2 separate regions of the Gasterosteus aculeatus genome follow, and region 2 is linked to region 1. The links are chromatin contacts, called in public Hi-C maps. All regions are on one chromosome and are shown on one strand. The core of a region is the stretch at or near the end of the contact, and the rest is flanking DNA. Distances in the headings are between cores, read along the strand shown. Region 1 overlaps LOC144383368 (a long non-coding RNA gene). Region 2 has its middle 11 kb from the start of frmpd1a.

What was found. A called contact is a pair of places that touch in the nucleus more often than the background predicts.
Region 2: a contact with region 1 is called in a Hi-C map of skeletal muscle, with 2.1 times the contacts expected there. The contact joins two enhancer-like sites. A contact is called at or near these places in 2 of 6 Hi-C or Micro-C datasets (skeletal muscle and tail fin).

The regions. Positions count from the first base shown.
Region 1 is chr9:10,844,017-10,847,837 of fGasAcu3.hap1.1, forward strand. LOC144383368 (a long non-coding RNA gene) reads right to left here. Exons shown (of 3, transcript XR_013450734.1): 3 at 1,062-1,266. Among protein-coding and RNA genes, the nearest start is that of LOC144383368, 22 kb to the right of the region's middle. Within about 2 kb of position 1,900, at least 1 of the 9 cell types and tissues checked has open chromatin away from gene starts, as enhancers often do.
Region 2 is chr9:10,904,640-10,908,741 of fGasAcu3.hap1.1, forward strand. No RefSeq gene overlaps it. Among protein-coding and RNA genes, the nearest start is that of frmpd1a, 11 kb to the right of the region's middle. Within about 2 kb of position 1,317, at least 3 of the 9 cell types and tissues checked have open chromatin away from gene starts, as enhancers often do.

The DNA of each region.
Region 1 (3,821 bases), core at 650-3,149:
GAGTGTGGGAAAGTCCTGCTGATGTACGTACAGTGTGTTCCTTTACGTCCTGCTGATTTCAGACATTTTGACACTACTTTATTGAGTTGTAAATTGTTATCCAAAATTACAACATTTCTCATTTCTGCTTAAATACTGCACTTGTCTGTGGTTTGATCAGAATAGTAAGAGTAGGCCTACTTAATAAGTAAACTGTGGCAAAAGTGAATGGAAAGCGAAAATCCAAGCGTGAAGTGCAGGAGTTTGTTACAGAAAGCAAGATGATGTGAGGAGTCGCAGACTTTGGAAGGACTATGGATCCAGAGGCCGACATTAGGCTGCATTGAAGTATGCTGTATGCTCCTGCCTACAAATTGCATCTTATCCAACTTTTAAACGTTATTATCAAAGTTTTGATGTTTTTTTTGAGAAGGGTTTTCATCACGGCCTTTTCACATCACATCTAAGGAAGTGAATCCCTCCTTTTCTGCAATGCAACAGTTCAGCATTTCTTTTCTGACTCAGTAACATCATGTTGACTGGCCTCATAACTCTGCAAACGTGTCCGTTGAAAAGCAAGCTAGGTGTTGCATATATATTTGGACTACGTGGGCTTGTTCATTTGTTTTAAATATCCCACTCTTTGTGTCTTACACTGCGATTTATTTGTTCTGGCCTTGGCGACATTGTATTTGGCTGCAACACTTATATATTTTAACAAGGACTGTTGAGGGTGGAGGGAAGTGTTTGACTAAACTCAAGTCGGGTCTTCTCAGACCTTTTAAACAGGGCTCTGTCCGTGGGGGGAAAGATGTTTACCTCAGCTGGTTCTATTCCCGCTGGCTGCGCAGGCCGGCCGCCTCTCTCGGATCTGCTCTCTGGAACAGAAGAAAATGCACAGTCAGAGAAGAAGAGTGTGCGATAAGGTGAGGAAAGAAACAAGTAAACAAGCCCACCGGGAGAAACGCAAACATGAGAAAAATACAGGTGCAGACAAAAGTGAGTCATGGAGACTCTGGATCATCTGATTGGAAACACACACACACACACACACACACACACACACACTGTACTTTTGCCACTGACCTCTCGTACACAGGGGTGAGGGCTGAGGGGGGGGGGGGTGGAGGGGACAAAGGGTCTGCAGACCCCATCTGCATGGCTTGTCCCTCGCTATGTGGCCCTGTGCAGCACCTGGCCCCATGCCAGCGGCCCCCAACGCCCCTTTGTGGCGGCCAGAGCGATCGGCTGGAGTCTGCCTTTGATCCCCGGGCCAAGTATTCATCTCTAAAAGGAAGAGGAAGAGCAAAAAAAAGATAAACAGAAAAAAAAGAGGGAGGGGAGGTGGAGAGAAAAAAAAAAGTCAACCTCTGCTGCCAATTATTGGGAAAGCATCAAGGTCTTTCCAGTCCGGTGTAAAGAGAGAGAAGAGAAACGAGGGAAGGGGAGGTGGGGGAACAGATAGCCGTTTGATGGCCTGGCTCGGTGTTAGTGGGGGGATTGTAACGAGTCAAGGTGAGGCAGACGCTCACCTGCAAGAGGTGATAACAGGTGGAGAGATCTATTTGTCCGGCCTACTAAGACACTTTCCTCTTTGGTGTTTTCTCTTTTCTTCTCATTATTCCTGTTAGCCCTTTTTTAAATCTTCGCCTCTTTCGCTATCTGTCGCAGACTCGCTCTCTCCCTCTTGTTGTTGACATTCTTATCTGTGACTTTCTTTCCGTTACCACTGTGTCCCGTTAAACCAGCTCACAAGGACAAATAAAGGTCATATCTCTGTCTCAGTTGAGGCGTTTCTGTCCCTTTCTGTCTGACTCTAGTCTTGAACCCACCTCCCCACACACACACACACACACATACACACACACACATACACACGCACATTAACTGTGTCAGCAGCGAAGGCGACCGTGAACGACAGCCTGCACACAGCAGAAGCATGTCATTCAACTGATGGGGATGTCATGACAACAAACAGGCGGGAGGATTACAGTGTTGTCAGTAAGCAAGGCACATTTAAAGCCTGTGAAGTGCAGAGATAATCACATAAATGATGCAGGTTACACTTCAAAAGTTAAAGCCTCAACGCTTTTTTCTTATTTCATATTGAAGCAAGTATGTGGCTCTGTGTTTACCGTCTTTCTGGGAAAAAAAAAATCAGCCGAAACCCGTTTGCTCAATATGACTATAAACGTTTACTACTGGCTGAATAGGATCCAATTACAGGGTTAAATTAAAGATTTTTTGTTACAAATATATGCGTCACAAACTAATACTCTGCCAAAACAGCAGAATCTGAATTATTTTATGATGAAGTAGAAAACCAAGAGTCAAAAGACCGGAAAAGTCAGCGATACATCCTCGTTGCACAGGAATACTGTCTCATCTTCCCGCACTCTATTACCTATTTTGACCTGTGCAAGATCACACGAGTAAGACAAGGCTGCAATAAGCTGGAACCATCCATTAAGGCTATGACATGATTAACAGCATTTTGCCTGAGATAAAAGTAAATGCCTGCATGTTATTCTATGTACGTACAGTGTAATATGTCCTGTAAGACGTAAAGGCACCACATGCTAACGGCAGTGCGGTTATTTTAATACCCAGCTTATGGTGCTGAAAACTGTTCACATGCATCACTCGCCTCCTCTCCTCTGCCTTCGTCCTTGTGGACAAAGGAACCGAACAGACAATAGAACATGCATTGATCACCAAGGACGAGTTTGTGCTGCTCTCTCTCTCTCCTTCGGCCTCTGTCTGTCTCTGTAATTCTCCTTTCATGGCTCTTTTTCCTGCCGTCTCCCGAGACCTTCTCAGTCGGCGAGAGAACAACAAAACTGAACATTAAAACGCCCCGCAGCGCTTTAAACACTTGTCATTTTGTCCTTTGTACAAATCAAGGCGAGTGTTGCTATGGACACAGTTAATTTGTATTGGTATGTTGGTTTTTCTTTTCGCCAATTCTCATTTCGTTAACTTTGTTGGTGGACGGAGAGGAAAACAGACAGCAACCCACAGTCAATTATCAGTACGGCAGAATGATCAAAAAACAGCCCGTTTAAAAATCCAATCTGTCCCGGGGGTGTGAGATGAGAGATGAGTGAAGGACATTTACCGCGGATCTCTGTGGGTATATTGACCAACATACAGCCTTTCTTTCTGAGGGAAGACGGATGAAAGGAGTGAGAATTTGCTCGCATGTGTAGTCCACAGTTTAAATCACATTATTTTTCTAGAATACGAGCGTTTTCTTTGCAGCATCTAAGATGTACGTTTCTTCCCCGTGTCTCGTTTCTGTGTGCGGTTTTTGCCTCGTTTAATGATACGCACTATGTACGAACGCCCGTGTGAGTGTGTTCATCATTACCTGCGTCCAGCCACGGGCGTTTAATTCAGCGAGCAGGGAGGGGCATTATCACACACCACCATCACTAATCCCCGTGGAATGAAACACAGACACTTTGAAGTCTGCCAAAGAATACTGCCGTAGTATTTGGAGAGAAGACTGCGCATCACGTACAAACCATAATTAACAATCTATAGCTGGACTCGAGCCAGGCAGAGAGGTGGAGGTGCAAAGAGGGCGGAGAATGGAGAAAAAAAGGACGAAGAGAGACAGACACTGGTGGTATAGAGCCAGAGGCACGATGGTGCAGCTTGAAAGAATGTGCAGTGTGTGTGTGTGTGTGTGTGTCAGTGGTGGAATGTAACGTGATGTAAGTACATTAGGTTAAATTGTGAGGTTCTTGCATTTTACAATTGTTTCAAAAGTAAAAACTGTGCTTTTATTTCAATTTATTTGACTAATTTAGTTACAAGTTACTAGTTAGATTATTAAT
Region 2 (4,102 bases), core at 67-2,566, 60 kb after region 1:
TAATTCATTTCTCACGCCAAACAATATTTCAATCCTCTGACGATCACGATGCACCACATGATCAGAGCTGCAAGCCAGTGTCCTCTGATCCACCGACATTAGAAACAGACCCAAGTCAAATGGGGCGAACGAGAGGACTCTTCCCAACCCCACTCAGCTTTAATGTGATCTGGATACTAGGAACCAAGTGGATATTGGATATTACTGATCACTACAGTCACTCTATAAATCAACTACAGCATTTAACATAAAAGCTGCCAAATGGAACTGCAGCCAAGACGCTGACAAGTCATGGGATGGTATTTTTACAGATGTATTATTCCAAATTGCTTTCACGAATGTTCGACAGGTTCCATTGCCATTGGGCATGATTTACAAGTGGGCCCCAAAAAAAACACACACACAAATGCAATTACAGGAGGTATTTAGGAAAAATTGCCCTCCTTAGCTTGTTCTCTTTTCACAGCACCGACCAAAGAAAAAAGCTGAGACGGCCTGCCTTTCTCTCTCATGTCCCCGTCTCTGCGTCCTGCCCTTGGAAAAGAAAAGGACAGGCTCAGACAGCCTGGGAACGGCTAACTACAAGAGGATCGGAGCAGCGCAACATCAAAGGCCACCCCATTTGCAGAGCAGCTTACGCACACCCACACATACACAAACACCGGCTTACATATTTGGGGTTGCTTTCTCTGAAGTTCATTACGAGTGACAGAACTATTACCCTCTTTGACAGCCTGTGTGTGTGAGTCAACTACAAGAGGGGAGAGTTCAGCTCATAAATAGGCCAAAAAAAACGAGGAAGCTTTGGAACATTTCCTGCGTTATCGTTAGTTGTTCTGCATGCATGTAAAGAATGTTTCTATGCATAGATGCAACCAAAAATGTGTGCAGTAAATAGCTCTCACAAGTAATTTTCTGTGACTGGTGGTTTAAGTTAGTGTAACAAAAAAGCGGGAATGGTAAGTAGATGGATTAACGGACATCTCCTCCCACATCCTCTGATCTTCCACTGCTGCCTCATGAGAGGGAAGCTCCCTTCCACAGTCATCTAGTACACTTAATCTGAAATGGCAATATTAGAAGCCTGAGACGATGCCAACACAAATACAGCCAGCGCACACAACCGGCTGTTCTCAATAGTTCCTGGTGTACCGTGTCGAGGAGAGAGAAGGTGGGGGTATCTCACATGAGCGGACGGCTGAAGGAGATTGGAAATGAGTGAGGGAGGAACGGGCAGATTAACGTGAGAACAGGGGAGGTGTGTATCCTTTGTGGGAGGGACAGATGATGGATACAAGATGTGTGAAGATCCTTCAGGCGGGATGAAAGAGTTTGAGGAGTCATATTGAGTTATTGGACTAAGACTTTGTGCAACATGATAATAACGGCAGAGTGTGTGAGAGCCGAGGTCATCGTGACATCATTCATAAAAGGGAATTAATGTTGCAGTTTCACCTCAGAAGTTAAAGGTAGAAACGGACTCTAAACTCCCTGTGGCCGCTCCTTAATTAAGTATGCTGGAAGGGTTTAATTTCAAGGCCGGGGTTGGTGAAAATATATGAAATTTGAGTCCAGATCACTGGGAGCTCAATCAGGATAACCGATAAACCAGAGTTTAGGGCGGACAGAGAAACTGTGTTTGTTGTAAAGTTGAGCTTACATTCCTGCATCCACAGGCAGTTGGATGCAACTCATCTCAGCACATGTTGGAGCCATTACATGATGTCATGGTGGTACAATTTCCCACCAGCGTCTGTATGGTTTGAGAGGAAGTGATGTCACGGGCCCAGGATGAGCCTCGCAGATGGCAGAAGATGCTATCTAAACTCTGTGTGTGTGGGAGGGGGGGGGTTAATGAGACATGTCAGCAGATTCACAGATCAGTCAGTTCATTTACAAAATACCACCCTGTCTTTAAGAGGAGGTATTTATCCTTCCTCCCCCCAGCGTTTAGTCACGCGTTGTTTCAGCAAGTTTTAAATCTGGGCCTTTAAAGCTGCTCTGATCCACATGTTACATCAACAGTGGATGAAATGACAAGTGCATTGTGAAAGGGGGTCATTGGTAGTGTTAAACCCAAAGGGAATTATCAGACAACAGCACAGTTCCTCTCAGCTCATGAGGAGCGCTATCAGCTCATTGTTTTGGTTTTATGGTCCACAACTTAAAGCTGTGGATAGAAATTAGTTGCAGGAAACTGGATAGTACCTGCCTGGCACAAAACATCAGACTGACTAATGTCCCTCAGGAGTCGGTGGTGACAAAGACAGAGCAAAAGGAGAATGACTCCAGACAAACAGAAACACGACTCCATGTGTATATGGAGCGTCCACCTCTTATTCAATATGTTTATGTCTCATACCGTGTCTTTGATCGGTTAGTAATTTGTAGAAACCTTTTTTTAATGCTGAATTACCTTGCAAAAAAGCCATGAGCACATCGTGTCAAACATCTGAAATGATGCTTGTGTGATTTTTTCCTCAAGAATTCCATCAAGATTGTGTGATTGTTAGTTGACTACGGAGTCAGGGGCCAGGCCCACTGCTATGAGCACTGCCCCCAAGTGGATGAGAGTGGAACAGTTTGTTTGTAAACCTCTCATCCAGTTCCTCTGATCAACACATTTAAAATCAACACAATGGTTAACTTTAGCTGCCAAAAAAAGTTCAATATTTCAATTCACACTACCGCACCTTAATTAATCCTGCAGGTGTAAATGACACTTCTATGAGAGCCAACCAAGCTGTTCTTTTTGCTGATAGTCTATAACAGACTTCATCATTGCACTGATGAATTGTTAAAATGAAGCAACATACGGGAGAATACAATAATCACTGCCTAAAGCCCTTTGCATTTACATGCTGCATGAAGTCAATCGGAACTAAATGCCGCCACAACTCATGAAACAATATATTAAACCTCTTAAGTCCCAGGTGTTTATGTGTTTGCATTTCAAACACATCCCTCTTTGTGTGTAAACTGGTTAAGCGCTTAATCACCAGTTTCAGGGGATGGGAGAGAGGAAATGGAGTGGGACTGTTAAAGTGGATTATTTTGCAAGAGGGGAAAAATTGGGGGTAGAAGGAAAAAAAAGGAGAGGGAGACTGCGCAGCAATCAATGTTTTTTTCCCCCCCCAGAGCTCCACGGGGATTTGCGCTGAGTGATCTGAAGTGGCGCCCCGTGGTGCAAACCTGAGTGCTTTGACTCCACATAAAACCATTCAATCACAGCACCATGTTGTACTAAAAAGCCCCTTATGAGATCATTACCAAGGACGAACAAACAGACACTAATGAAAAAGACGGAGCGCATTGCTTGTGTGAAGGATAAGGACAACAAGAGGAAAGTTGGAGTCTGTCAAAGCTTCGTGAGTTTTAATTGTGCCAGTTTTAAGATCAGTTCACTCTGGACTTTCGTTGTGTCAACGCAGAGGAAACAACGTGATGATGATAGAGTGATGTCATCACGATTATCGTACAATGACCTGTGAGATTACAAATTCATGAAAGAATGCAAACACTAAAGATGACTTAATATCTTGATGTAGGCACTTTAATAGATGCAAACAGCTCTGTTGTCTTATTGATTTCAATGCCACATCATTTAAAGTTAAACGGTTTTGGTGGTGTTTTTGATGTTTTCCAGCAGATGCAGAATTCAATGAAATTATTTTACCATTGTAGTTATTTGCTTGCACTGTGAATCCGCCAAATTACATAAATTACAAACTTATGATAGCAGTTCAATTATACAGCTTTTCTGAATATTTTAGGCGTTGCAACTGTTAAAGCAGGATGTTACCTTCAGCTCAAGTAATTTGTGATGGGTATTTTTCACTATTCCTTGACATTTTAGAGACCAGATGCTTTACCTACTTATCATGACAATAATTATCAGTTTACTCAATAATTCAAGTAGCTGTTGGTTTCAGCCCTCGGTGAAACTGTAGCATACTCTGAGAAACTGTGTTTGAATAGTCAAATATGCCGTTGGGAACCTCTCACTATGTCAAATTCAACGCTACTTGACTGCTAACACCAAACACACCAGCAGGACGCATTACAAATGAGCCCCAACAACTCCAGAACAAAACAGTTTTTT